4 separate regions of the Mus musculus genome follow, and all the other regions are linked to region 1. Evidence: chromatin contacts called from public HiChIP or PLAC-seq and promoter capture Hi-C data. All regions are on one chromosome and are shown on one strand. The core of a region is the stretch at or near the end of the contact, and the rest is flanking DNA. Distances in the headings are between cores, read along the strand shown. Region 1 overlaps Eif4g1 (eukaryotic translation initiation factor 4, gamma 1). Region 2 has its middle 8.9 kb from the start of Gm36224. Region 3 has its middle 22 kb from the start of Gm16863. Region 4 overlaps Gm16863 (predicted gene, 16863).

Evidence for each region. HiChIP or PLAC-seq counts read pairs in DNA pulled down with a chosen protein or histone mark. Capture Hi-C pulls out chosen DNA fragments and counts their contacts.
Region 2: a contact with region 1 is called in a promoter capture Hi-C map of adipose tissue. The contact joins two enhancer-like sites. A contact is called at or near these places in 2 of 39 promoter capture datasets (the 3T3-L1 cell line and hippocampal neurons), 4 of 115 datasets of contacts at active chromatin or transcription factors (bone marrow-derived macrophages, craniofacial prominence, embryonic basal ganglia and 1 more) and 2 of 9 other capture datasets (adipose tissue and pancreatic islet).
Region 3: an HNF4G HiChIP or PLAC-seq map of pancreatic cancer cells shows a contact between it and region 1. The contact joins two enhancer-like sites. A contact is called at or near these places in 4 of 39 promoter capture datasets (the 3T3-L1 cell line, cranial neural crest and hippocampal neurons) and 1 of 115 datasets of contacts at active chromatin or transcription factors (pancreatic cancer cells).
Region 4: a contact with region 1 is called in a FOXA1 HiChIP or PLAC-seq map of pancreatic cancer cells. The contact joins two enhancer-like sites. A contact is called at or near these places in 2 of 39 promoter capture datasets (the 3T3-L1 cell line and 3T3-L1-derived adipocytes) and 1 of 115 datasets of contacts at active chromatin or transcription factors (pancreatic cancer cells).

Annotation. Positions count from the first base shown.
Region 1 is chr16:20,676,472-20,679,631 of GRCm38.p6, reverse strand. Eif4g1 (eukaryotic translation initiation factor 4, gamma 1) reads right to left here. Exons shown (of 33, transcript NM_145941.3): 7 at 1,834-1,946; 8 at 958-1,050; 9 at 682-748; 10 at 1-419. Among named protein-coding and RNA genes, the nearest start is that of Eif4g1, 5.3 kb to the right of the region's middle. Within about 2 kb of position 1,466, at least 97 of the 459 cell types and tissues checked have an H3K27ac peak or open chromatin away from gene starts, as enhancers often do. A contact at or near this core is called in adipose tissue, bone marrow-derived macrophages and pancreatic cancer cells, where this site is marked.
Region 2 is chr16:21,381,119-21,384,278 of GRCm38.p6, reverse strand. No RefSeq gene overlaps it. Among named protein-coding and RNA genes, the nearest start is that of Gm36224, 8.9 kb to the left of the region's middle. Within about 2 kb of position 1,583, at least 111 of the 459 cell types and tissues checked have an H3K27ac peak or open chromatin away from gene starts, as enhancers often do. A contact at or near this core is called in adipose tissue and bone marrow-derived macrophages, where this site is marked.
Region 3 is chr16:21,317,434-21,320,593 of GRCm38.p6, reverse strand. No RefSeq gene overlaps it. Among named protein-coding and RNA genes, the nearest start is that of Gm16863, 22 kb to the right of the region's middle. Within about 2 kb of position 1,548, at least 69 of the 459 cell types and tissues checked have an H3K27ac peak or open chromatin away from gene starts, as enhancers often do.
Region 4 is chr16:21,284,558-21,287,717 of GRCm38.p6, reverse strand. The region is part of intron 1 of Gm16863 (predicted gene, 16863); the gene reads left to right. Among named protein-coding and RNA genes, the nearest start is that of Gm16863, 11 kb to the left of the region's middle. Within about 2 kb of position 1,472, at least 37 of the 459 cell types and tissues checked have an H3K27ac peak or open chromatin away from gene starts, as enhancers often do. A contact at or near this core is called in pancreatic cancer cells, where this site is marked.

The sequences.
Region 1 (3,160 bases), core at 217-2,716:
CAGATCCTCAGATGGGATCACGCCATTGGGCTCATGAGTTTCAACCTTGTGAGGCACCAGGGCCGTGGAAACCTGGAGAGGACTGGAAGAGAACTCAGATTCTGGAATGGGTTTGCTGAGTGTCACTTCTACTTCCAGTATGGGTTCGGCAAGAGTGGGTTCTGGAGAGAGGCAATACGGCTCCCCAGTTTCACAAGAGATAGGGGTCGATTCTTCTACAGACATTGGTATCATCCCTGTTGTCATAGTGTCCCCAGGAATAGAGAGGACTCCAAGATTAGACTCAGACCCCGGCTCCAAAATTGGGGGTGGTGATGGGGTTGGAGAAGGCGACGAAGGCTGAGATTCTGTGCCAGGGCTATGCTCTGGGCCAGGCAGTCCTGGCCGCCCCCCAATGGCTGCTCCCTGCGACCGGTCATCTGCAGGAAGAATGGATGCATGACAGCAAGTCCTTCACTGTTCTTGTTCTTCCTCTTAGTGAAGCTTACTTCCAATTTAACAAAACACATCCCAACCTTCTCCCACCTTGGCTGTTCTCACCCCTCATCCAAACAGTGCAACTTCAAACCCACTACAGGACACCTAAGTCATTCTCTGGTACTCAGTTTGAATCACTCCTTCAAGTGTAAATCCTCACACTCCCCACTTCCCCCGTAAAGGTTGTGCCACTGCCTTCCTTACCTGGCCGGATAATGACAGCAACCTGAGGCGACTCCCCATTGGGTTGAGGCTCCAGACTGCCTCCCGTCTGCAGGACACAAAGCGTTATAAGTTTGCACTGAAGAGTTCCACACCCTTCTCTACTAGAGTCATTTCTACTTTAGCTCTGCCTAGAAATCCAGGAAAGCAGGGAAATGGGAAACAAACCCCTAAGGTGAAGGGAAAGATCAAGTGACTTCGGAATCTAGGGCAGAATAGCTGTCCAAACCAAGGTATCACTCAAAGATATGACAGTACCTGGGGAGGAGTGGGTGTGGAGGCAGTGCGGGCCCCAGACATGATCTCTTCTGTGATATCCTTCCCTCCTTGGTTTGGGTCTCGAATTCGGATCTGGGGAAAAAAAGCTATAGGATGAGTGGGAAGCAGAAGAAGCCCACCTCTCCACCCTGCCCCTCCTAACACTCTGGGCCAACCTCCCACCCCTACTGGGAAGCAGGTGGGTGGGTGCCAGAAACCCCATGAGTTCTACTGTCAACCCATCCGGCTGCTCTTGTAGTCGCTGCCCTAGCCCCCACCCCAAGACTCTTGACCTCACAGAGCAGCCCAGTACATCACAATGCCCCTCCCTCCCTCCCCTCTACCCACCAGCAATCCCTAAGTCAATAGCCAAACACCCTAGGCCTAAAGACCCCCATCAAACATCCGGCTAGCTCACTTGTGGCTAGTCGGTCTGATCTCTAGGGGTAGGGCCCAGATGCAGTGGGTGGAGCCAGGGTGACTCAGCGGCTTCCCCAGCCCTGGCACCCTATTCTGGGCACCGTGCCCAGGGCTTGAGGACTGAGCAGAGGCGGAGGCCTCCAGAGCTTCCAGGACCAAGGAGTTAGGAGCACAGAAAACAAACCATTTCCAAAGCTAACCACCAGCATCCCCAAAACAACCACACATCTTGTGAACCTACTAGAGCCCAAGTCTCTTGGGTCTTTCCCTGCTGCCCAAGTCGTCTTCTGAGTTCTTCTACAGAACAATCCCCTTACAAGGGACTTCTCCACAGACCTTACTCTCTGCTTACATTCAGGTCTATGAAGTTTTGCTCCCACAAGCGCAACATTCCAGCCAACAGCAGACCATGAGTGTCCCTTTCCAGGTATCCCAGAGCTCCTAGCTGCTACTTACAGTTTTCCGTTCCCTCTTAGGAGCAATCTGGGGTGGCTGGTTCATCAAAACTGGGGCAGGAGCCACACTAGCAGGAAACTGCTGCACACCTTGGGCTGGGTAATAGGCTCCAGCTTGGGGGAAGAAGGACAGAAAAGATTCGTGACAGCCTCAAGATCCAAACATATACTAATATGCGTTTGAACACCTCCCACTGCAGAACCTCTCATCATACACAGCCGGCCCCTTGCCCTGCCCTGCCCGCCTCCCCAGGGAATTAGGTGTCTGTCAAAGCAGGGGAACCAGTTTGAACTGCATTTACAAGAATTCCTCACAGATACACACACCTTATAGGAAGGAACTCCTTCCTCTCTACACTAGCTACCAAGTACCTGTTCTACCCCACAAGACATTCATTCATACACGTGTGTGTGTGTGTGTGTGTGTGTGTGTGTGTGCGCGCGCGCACACACGCACGCACACACACACACATCCCAACCCAGCAACACACATGCACACCCTCAACTTGAGACACAATTAGCTCTTTGGCAGGGAATGAACAGGGTTTTCCAAATTGTCCCACTTAAGCTGACTCAAATTCCTAACTCGGCCCTTTGCAAGGGGCAACCATAACAAAAAGTAACATCCAGCTTAGAGAAATAAAAATTCCCTAAAGCAATTGTTTCCAAAGCGGGGTAAATTTGTAGCTCATCCCTAGTTCCCACTTATTCCTTTTGAAAGTATCAATGGTGGTTATATGTTTAATCACACACACACAACTATACATATACATATACATAAGATCTTCCTGATGGGAAATTTTTTTTAAAGATACTGCTGCAAGCTTAGCATGCTAACATATGCTTGTAATTCCAGCAATTAGAGGCAGGGGGAACACTGCAAGTTTAAGACTAGCCTGGTTTACATGACAAATTTCAGGCCAAGTTAGAACTACCTAAGACTGTCTCAAATAAAGCCAATAAAAGCCGGGCGTGGTGGTGCATGCCTTTAATCCCAGCACTCGGGAGGCAGAGGCAGGTGGATTTCTGAGTTTGAGACCAGTCAAACCCTGTCTCGAGGGAAAAAAAAAAAAAAACCACAAAATAAATAAAGCCAATAAAGTTCACAGAGTTTTTTCTTTGAACATAAATGAGAACTAGCTACAAAAACCACTCAAATCCACATTACTGTCTCCCAACTATGAAAAGAAAGCCCATGTAAAGTTCACTAACTTGGCTTTCAGGTCAGAGCCTGTATGTCTTTCAGTATATTTTTATTATGTGTCTATGTGGAGGTATGTCTCTGTGAGGTATCCAGAAGGTCCAGAAGGGTTGGATCCACCAAGAGT
Region 2 (3,160 bases), core at 334-2,833, 700 kb before region 1:
ACTGGGTCTTAGTGAAACCCATGGAGTTCTAAGCAAATATGAGGAGAACCATTCTTGCCATAGCAGCTACAAGGCCCCAGGCTCAGTCTTCTCACCCCTCATCAGAGTCGGTCACTGGATTCTCCTGTTTCCAGGAGAAGCTGAGGTTGGACATCTCTCACTTGTTAAGTGAAGACTTGGAATCCAGAGCACAGTGGTTGTTCCTTACATTCGCAGGTTCAATGTTACAGATGTGACTGGCTAGGTATGGGTAAATCCAGAGCTGGCTCACACTGGCTTCACAGTAGCAAACCCTTACACGTGAGGGCTGAGGCAAAGCCCCTGTTGAAACAGGAGACCTGGCTCTTTCAGCCTTGCTTCCTGAAGAAAGGTCCTCCTACGATGCTTTCTCAGTGCATGACAGTTGGAGGGAACTTTAGTCAGGTCTTTAGGCTCTGTGTCTACATCTTAGCTGGGATGGACTCCTCTGGTATCTTTGATGTTCACCTGATTTTTTTTTAAATATTTTTAGTATCATACTCAAAGCCACTACCAATGTTTTCAAAGTGTGACTAGGAACCAGACAGTGACAGAAACATCAGTAACTGAAGACTCTACACCCAGCTTCTCATTGCTCTCATTCTATGTCAGATATATTTAAGAGCTTCCAGAGCAAAGGACCACCATTCTTTGCAGGGGCATTCTGGAATGGAATTTTCCACTCATATCCAAGGACATGTGTTGGCCCAAGGTGAGTACCCTCACTTCTAAGATATATTAAAAGATTAAAAGCCGTATCACCTCAGGCAAAAGTCTATGGGCTTTACTGCCAGGCACTTGGGGCTCCCTTGGGGCAGAGAATGTTCGGGTACGCAGGCCGTCCTCTGACCTGCAGTACACCTGAGTGGATACCAGGAGCTGCCCTTGGATGAAGGCAGACAGCCTTCCCAGGGCTACAGAGCTGCTTTGCTGCTAAGTGGGTCCTCTTTGAAGGGCCACGCAAGCTTTAATGCATTCCTTGGGAACAGCTGGCACCTTGGCTGGCAGCAGTTTCTTTGTGAGTAACACGCAGGTAAACAGCTCACAGGACTTCCTCTCAGTCTGTGTTCAGCAATTGCCACTCACAAAACAGAAGCAATGAGTCCTGCCTTTCGGTGCTTTTCTGAGGGTGACATGAAAGTACCACTCAACAAGGACGGACACACTTTCAACCTAGGAAGTGACCCATATGCACGCAATCACGAGTAAACGATATCACAAGATTCTGTGATCTTTATAGCTCTGGGAATACCTGATGCATTCATTATTCCATTGCGACATGACAGGGGACTGTGCGCGTGTACAGGCCTGGGTACCAGGCACTCTGCACTGTCATAGAAAGGAGAGCATTTCCTGGCGATAGATTCCTGGGGGGTTTCACGAGGGACATAGCTTTAAAAGATAGAAACTGAGCAGGCAGAGAGCACGGGAGAGGCTCTTCTGGTCTAGGGATGCTAAAGCAGTAAGCTGTGGAGTTGGGAAAACAGGAGACGTGCCTGGGCCAGTCCTCCAGGCTGGCTGAAGACAGGATTTCATGAGAAGGGGAGGGGAGGAGCCAAAGGTGGGAGGAGAGTTCAGGACCTGGAGGGTGAGGCCTTGAATATTTAGCAAGGCTCTGGGATTCTGCTAAGAAGTAGAGGAGCGGTCCCAGGAGGTCAACCGTGAGGGAAAAGAACTGGGTCAGGGCACCAGGAAGAGGTCGTATCAATAGCAAGCTCACAAGGGCCACACCCTTGTTAAGGGATTAGTGGACCAGAAGGGCATAATCCCAGGACAGGAATGCTGACCTCTTTTGCACATGGCTCTTACTAAAACCCGCCACTGTGCGAAACCTCCTCAGAGCTGGTGATCAGATAATGGGTAACAAGTGAGGTCACTCCTCAGCCAGTGTTTGGGGAAGTGAAAGAGGAAACTGACCTCAAAATAAAGATGCCTGACTCACTGTCTCTGGGTGACCTTGTGCTTGAACATTCTCTGAGTCTACTGCCAGACACCTCCTCTGGCCACACCTTAGCTCACAGGAATGAAGATACCAAGAGGGAGCCCCACGTTCGAAACTCCTACAGCTTCAAGAGTCAGGGCAGACTCAGACCCACTTCCTGACTCCTTGCTGGAAGACCTCAGCAAGTCACTTAACATTTTTCTAGGCCTTGATTTTCAAACCTATAAAATGGTATAATCATAACCATCTCCACCCATTTGTGGGATTTTTATGAGGTCAAAAAACCTAATAAACTTGATAATGCTTGAAGCTCTTTGGAAGTGGGTGCTACGCTAATGGCAGCTGTAATTGTTGTTATTGTTGTGTAATTGGGCATCACTCTTGCCCCCACCGCTGTCTATCTCTGTTGAGAGGTCAGATGCTGTTCATAGTGTCTGAGAAATTCACAAACACCTCCTCATGGTTTAAACATGGACCAGACCCCAGAGGGACCCACAGATATTCTCTACCTGAAAAATGGGCCTTGTGTCAAGTCTTAGGAAAAGCCAGGAGGGCCTGGCTGACAGCACCTTGCAGAGGAAGCAACAGGGGTGATTCAGTCCTGCTCAGCAGGGAAGGTGTCGGGATGTCAGCAGGGAAAAGCATGTGACTCAGGGTGGGGCTCTCTGGGTGCAGAGGAACTATGATCACTCACCCTTCAATTCCTTCAAATCCTGGGCTGCATCCATCCAGATCCTGTCTCCTCCCCATCTTCACCTCCCTTCCCATCCTCCTGCCTAGAAATCTAAGACAGCAGCCAAGTGACTCACCAACCATGTCACTTGTGAAAGTCACCAAGACATTCCCATTCAGCTCACCTGGGAAATCAGTCTAAATAGTCCAGACCTGCCTGTCGAGGCTCACGGGAATGTAGACAGCGAGAGGGAGTCTCATGTTCAAAACACCTACAGGCTTCAAAAGCCAGGGCAGACTAAGACCCACTCCCTGACTCCTTGCTGGAGGACTGAGGGCTGAGGCTGGGGATGGTCCCACAGGTGGAGGAGGCTCAGTCATGAGAAGGTGTTGCATCAATATACAAGACTGGTCGAGGGCCTGACTGTCTTGAGATGATATCATGCCTGGGAGTGAGTAGTAGTGGCTGGAAGGTGCTCCATGGTAAAAGGGGAATACACACACACACACACTTTAGGAGATTAGGAC
Region 3 (3,160 bases), core at 299-2,798, 640 kb before region 1:
GCTAAAATAATCAAGAGCTTGGGGGTGCACCGGCTTGTAATCCACCCTAGGGTCATAAAAGGAACCAGGCAGAAGCTCAGCAGAGCACAGAGATAAACTTGGGAGGAAGCTGGGCTGAGAGGCCTAGGCTAGCCACTAGATTAGTCCAAAGATAAATCTACAGTTATGTCTGAGTCCTCCTCATCCATGGCCCAAATGCTCCCTGATGCTCAGAGGGCTTCTAAAAGGCTTGACTGGGGCAAGAGAGTTAACTCAGGCTAAGAGCATTTGATGCTCTTCCAAAGGACCAGCACCCACATGGCAACTCACAACTGTCTGTAACTCCAGTTCCCGGGCATGTGACACACAGAGATACACGCTGGCAAAACACCAATGCACATTGAATAGATAAATAAATAAAAGTTTGACTCAAGTTTAGAAAGAAAGCTGAGGAATGGGGTTCTGGGGTCAATTACTAGCTATGTGACCTCAAGGTAGACACTTACCCTTGCTCTTTTCAAGAACCAAACTTAGGAGGAGGGCAGAAGGCCACTCCCATGTCAGCCCTGTTCAGCCCTGTCCTGGCACTGCCTCTGTAAAGCCTGGGTCTGTGGGAGTGAGCGGCTCGCTGGAGTGCGCTGAGCCCTCAAAATACCTTGCTTTAAAGACCAGCAGGAGTGGGTGTTGCCCTGTCTGGGTTGTGGGCTTCTTCAGGGGCTCACAGAAAGGCTGGTGAGTGAGAAATGAAGACCTAAAAGAACAAACCTCACCAAGACGGCTTCCTAAAGTGTCACCTGGCCATCTGGGTCTTAAGGAGGGCATGTCTTTATTGTATTTTTTTTTTCTTTAAATAAATTGAAGCTTTTCTTTTTAAAATTTTTTATTTATTTTTTAATTTTATGTCCATTGGTGTTTTGACTGCATGTATGTCGGTGTGAAGGGTGTCAGATCCCCTGGAACAGGAGTTTACAGACGGTTGTGAGCTGTCACGTGGGTGTTCTTAACCACTGAGCCATCTCTCTATCCCTTGATGCTTTTCTTGGCTCCTAATGCTTGGGGCTAGCCCTGACAGTCTCCAACAGAACTGAAAGAACTCTCTCAACAGCCTCTGCTCATTCACTCATTTAGACGACACCACATGCTGGGCTGGAAAGCAAAGGCTATGAACTGTGAAGTGGCCAGACTTGGGCGTTGATAAGCACATTGCTATTCTGAGACCATCAAGAGAATTCTGCCGATGTCATTGAGAAGGTACCAGCTCAATCCAGGAAGGAACAAGGAAACACACAGTTGCCACATTTGACTCTGCTCACACACTACACTACCAGTGTGCCTAGCCCTCTAGGCCAGCAGTATCTGTAAGCCTCGTGGCAGTCTGCTTGCCAGCTCCAGTCCACCTAACTTGTCCCAGAGAATCTTTGTCCACTGGCTCCTTTCCTACCCACAAATTCCTTTGTCCAGCATTTCCAGAAGTTTCTTCAGGAAAAGCTCCCCACGAGTTCTAGCTGTCCCCCTCCCTGCTGCCAGTTCTATAAAGCAAGCTGACTCCTGTGGGAGTTTTACATTTTGGGGAAGTGTGATTCATGGGGAAAGAACTCTTTCTAACCTCTGCTTTGACCCCCAAAACCTGTGGCTAATCCCGAGTGATCTAAATCTCACAAAGCTCATAAGTAGAGGAGCCACCCGGCATTGAGCTGTGAAGAAGGGCCTCTGGCCAGCCAGCCCTTGCCTTCCCACTGGCACCAACGGCCTTCCCCTGAAACCCTGCACTCTGTTGGCAGCTCCTTCTAGGACCCGCAGCCCAGAGCCCCTGGCTGGAAGGGATGTTTGCCAGACCTCGGGTGGCCAGCCAGTCCATAGCCGGGCCCAGAATCCCTGCCTCTCTGGTCCTGGCAAGAAACACCTCGGTTGAACAAGCAAGAGAAAAGCTGAGAAACAGGCATCTAAAAGACCTCATTCTTGATGGGAGAAACAGTGGGACAGAAACACACTTGTGAGTTAAGATGGGCAGTCTGAAGAAGTTATGTCCACCGTAGACATGACTGCCACAGACCTGACTCAGACTGAGGCATCTGGAAGTTTCCCTGCAAAATATAGAAGTCAAATCCATTTCTCCTCCCCATGCAAACAGTGCTTTGAGGAACTAATGTTATGAGCAACAGGTATGATATGATTGTTCCGTACACAGCATGCCTCTCCCATAGTAACCAAGGAGGCAATGTCTGTACAACGCTTTGCACGGTGCCTGACATGTCATTTTATAAGTACAGTCACACTAGGATAGGAAGCAGCAGGCAGAGAACTGTATTCAGTCCAGAACCTTGTCTGAGAGGTCTGCCTGTTGCACCCTGGGGCCTGGGAGACCAGGCACTAGGGTTTCACACCAGGAAGTTGACTGGCTGTGCCGGACATTTGTGTTGCTGCTGCTGCTGCTGAAAATAGAGCCTCTGTGCAGCTGGTCCCTGGGCGAAGGGAAGGGCAGTGGCAAAATTTAACTGATGGTGGCTTCAGAACACACAGATGGGTATATCCCCCATCCCCCATGCATCCCCATGCCCGCCTCTGCCACTGCTTCCCATGACAATTTGGAAATCAGAGGCTCTTAAAACAAGTTTTCAGTGCCCCCACCCCCACTTCCACTCCACTGATAAGTAGGCAGCCCTGAGCCATTTCTCCCTGAGGCAGGAGCATAATGAAATAGGCTAGGGGCCATCGGGTCCTCTGATTTTAGCCAGTCTGTACTGGGCCATGCATTCTATCAGGGTGCTAACAAGGCCCCTTGGTTTAGACTCAAGACAGAAGAGGGAGTTCCCATTGTGTGCTCAAGAGTGAGGGTGGTAAACTACTTCCTGGTAAACCTTTCCTGAGATTTCCCCCTCCCTTCTCCCACCCCCACTCCCATGACTGGGCTACACAGAAGAGAGATGAGGCAGGGGACTTTGTTTTCTGTCCCGAAGGTTGAGTTTGGCTTTTGGAGAGGAGTGAGCTGTGTCCTGCCAAAGGCCACCTAATGGTGCAGGTGCAGAGCTAGCAAAGCGCCGCACGCTTGAGCCAACTCCCATAGCACCAAGGCCTCTCCAACTCACACCCAGCACATGTGAAAATGACCTATTTCTGTCTTTTATCAAATGTTCTCTTTCTCCAGTAAAAGAGTCAAGGGAAGCTGCCTTCAATGTGTACA
Region 4 (3,160 bases), core at 223-2,722, 610 kb before region 1:
TTAAACAGGAAGGTAACCGATTCAAAATAGCTTCAAGACCTCCCTGAAACTAACCAGATTCACGAGGCTCCTTCCTGCCAGGGTAGGCAATAAAAGCTGAGAGTCCACCTCAGACCAAAGGAAGCTGAGCCGCAAGGAAAACCGAGACCAGACCAGCTACCTAAAAGCAGCAGAAACCAGCCGAGCTGCCTGGAAGAGGCTTAGACCAACTGAGTCATTTGGAAAGGACATTCTCCAACCTGTTGAGCTGCCTGCAGGCTGTGCAGTGGGCTCCCAGTTCCCAGCTTCTTTGAGCTGTCACCCATGCTGGGATGGACTTTGGTGATGTGGCTCTCTTTGAGTCATTTCTGCTCCCGTAAACAACCCCTCACCCATATTCCTGTAAGGATCCCCAATAAACTCATTGGTCCACCAAGTTCGACTTTGGTCTGTCATGGGATTCCTGAGGTAAATAGATAGGCATGCTGCATCTCCCTAGGAAATGTCACACAACACAGGGATATAGCCAAACTGGGGTATAGCCAAACCGTCACTGGGGGAATCCCTGAGATCTGGAGTCAGCTCCAGCGGGATGCAAATGTGAGGGCTGAGATCAGAAAGGCTGCAAAGCTGGGGAAGAACCAGGAGAGATATGTGGGTGGAACGGAGGGAGCTCCTCCCGTTTACCTGAAGGAAGTGCGTGCTGGCCACCCAGAGCTGCTGACCAGGCAGCCTGGAGGACTGAAGCTTTGGGGAGAAACCATAGTCTAGTGACAGGGAGAAGAATGAAAAAGCTGCTTGAATCGGGGTAAGCACGGGGCCACAGGCCCCCTGTACGGAGAGGCAAAAATACAAGTGGGCTTTTCTGGGGCACACCCTGGGTCTGGCCCAAGGCAGAGAGTCTGAGGCTGACCAGAAGAGGCCCAGAAAAAAAGGGGCCTCTGAGTGAGATTTACATTAAGCCTCAAGAGGAAGAAGGGTGTCTTGGTCAGGACAAAGGAGGCTACCAGGACTGGAAGGAGGTGAAACTGGGAGGGCCTCTGAGTCATGCCCTCCTCACCTTTACCAAGCCAAGTGAATACCATGTGACACACAATACCTAACCTCATATGAGATGTGATAATCGATCGTGGGGCAGGGTTTTTTGTTTTGTTTTGCTTTTTTTTTTCCACCAGGCTTATATAGAAAGCCATGTTGGGGGGTGGGGGTGGGGGTGGGGAGACAGAACAGGAACAAGCCACAGCCCACAGGAGCCAAGTTAACCACTCAGCCAGGCACTGCCTGCTGCTGGGGTGAAGGAAATGGCTATCCTGCACAGTGGGAATTAAGCAAATCTTCCAGTGAGACTGGACTTGTTAAAATAATAACCCGAAGTGTTTGGGCCCATGCCAGGAAGGGAGCGAAGGCACCACAGCTGACAAGATCTACTGTGTACACATCCCCACAGTGCCCTGGCCACTAGCGGCTGCTACATAAGGCTCTGTGCCGACCACAGCTCAGGACACTGAGAGGTTTCAGGGCACTGGAATTTCCCCATTTTACATTTGTGTGTGTGTGTGTGTGTGTGTGTGTGAGGGAGAGTGCTCTCTGTGTAGTTCTGGCTGTCCTGGATTCACTTTGTAGACACAGGGTGGCCTGGAACCCATAGAAATCCACTTGCCTCTGCCTCCTGAGTGCTAGGATTAAGGCCTGCCCCATGATGCCTGGCAGAGTTTTGCATTTTACAGAACATCATGCTCTTCTCTGCATTCAACTTCTTTCAGACACTGTGTAGACAGTACAATCACAAAATAGGCAACGCTGTGCCTCCCATTCAGTTTCCAGAGCTCAAAGCAAGAGGCACCTTCCACCCCCTTTTCCCAGAGGAACCCATAGTCCTGGAAGTGCACTTGACATCCACCTCAGGCTCTGACCTACGACTGAAGCCATTTCCCGACAGAAAGGACCTTGGAAGAATTCAAAGCAGACTCTACAAACTCCTCAAGAGCAGCCTCCCTTAGGAAGCCTAGGAGAGGGAACCATGGAGACCCCTACCCCAAGCCTTCCTCTCTCAGTTGAGCTCTTAGCTTCTGGGTAGGTGTGCAAATTCATTCTCCTTGTTCCCCAGGGAAGAAAGCAGTATCCTCCCAGGTCCTTGCAGGAGTGCTCACTGTCTTAATTCCGGTGCAAAGTCAGCAGGGCAGTTGGTCCTTTTCAGAGAATGGTCTGCCTGGATACTTAGATGTTTCTCTGCAGGGCCAGCTACTGGACAGTCCTTGGTAGGAACTTTATAATAAAGGAATTTTTAAATTTCTAGTGAATGTCCAAGTACCAGGGAGAGTCTGCTAGGTCCACCTTGTAAACAACTAAAGCAAGCATTCTGCCTAATTATAGGTGTGTGTGGTATGGCTGTCTTTCTAGTTGGAGCTGCCCATGCATGCTCCTGGAGGCGGGGCCAGGGGAGCCTGCGTGCTGCTCCTGAAGCCCAAAGCCTTCACCTCTCCATGTTGCCTGTTTCTGTTTCCTTCCCTTGCCCGAGTTACCAGGACCTGAAGCTGTATCACTAGTTGCTGGCCACCTGGTGGTTGTGCTGTAGTGCCTGACTGCCTGGTGGGCACAGGGGTCCTGGGAGCTTGTCTGCTGCCAGTCTCCAAGCCTCCTCCTTGGCCCGGCTCTCAGCATGTCTCCTTGGTGGCCAGCACCAGTCAGTGGCCCTTCTCTAGGCTCAGGAAGGCATACCTCCTTCAGGCCCTGGCACCCACACCTCAGCTGAAAGGCCAGATCACTGATAATACAGTATCCTTCAGCCAGCAAATGTGGGGGTCAAGCTGACAGTTGGGCAGGTTGGTGCCTGCATACTGACTGGGGCAGAGGCTAACTCAGTTCTTTCCCATTACATATCGTGGATGTAATCTGCTATATGCTTCAAGTGCTTTCGGGTTAGTCTACTGGGGTGAGTGAGGGGTATCCTTTGGCATAGCATATTACAGTGGCCATTACAACCATTCCAAGCCATACAATCCTGCTTCTTCTGACTTAAATGATTGATAATTATTTATTAATAATTAATTAATTAACCAGTGATTAGTCTGTGCTTTTGCTCAATTCTCTGAGGGCTTTCCCAGACAGCATAAGTGGCATTTGTGTCTACTGGCTACACTGTAGAAATGTCCCCTGGATGCCAGAAGTTTTGTGTTTCCTG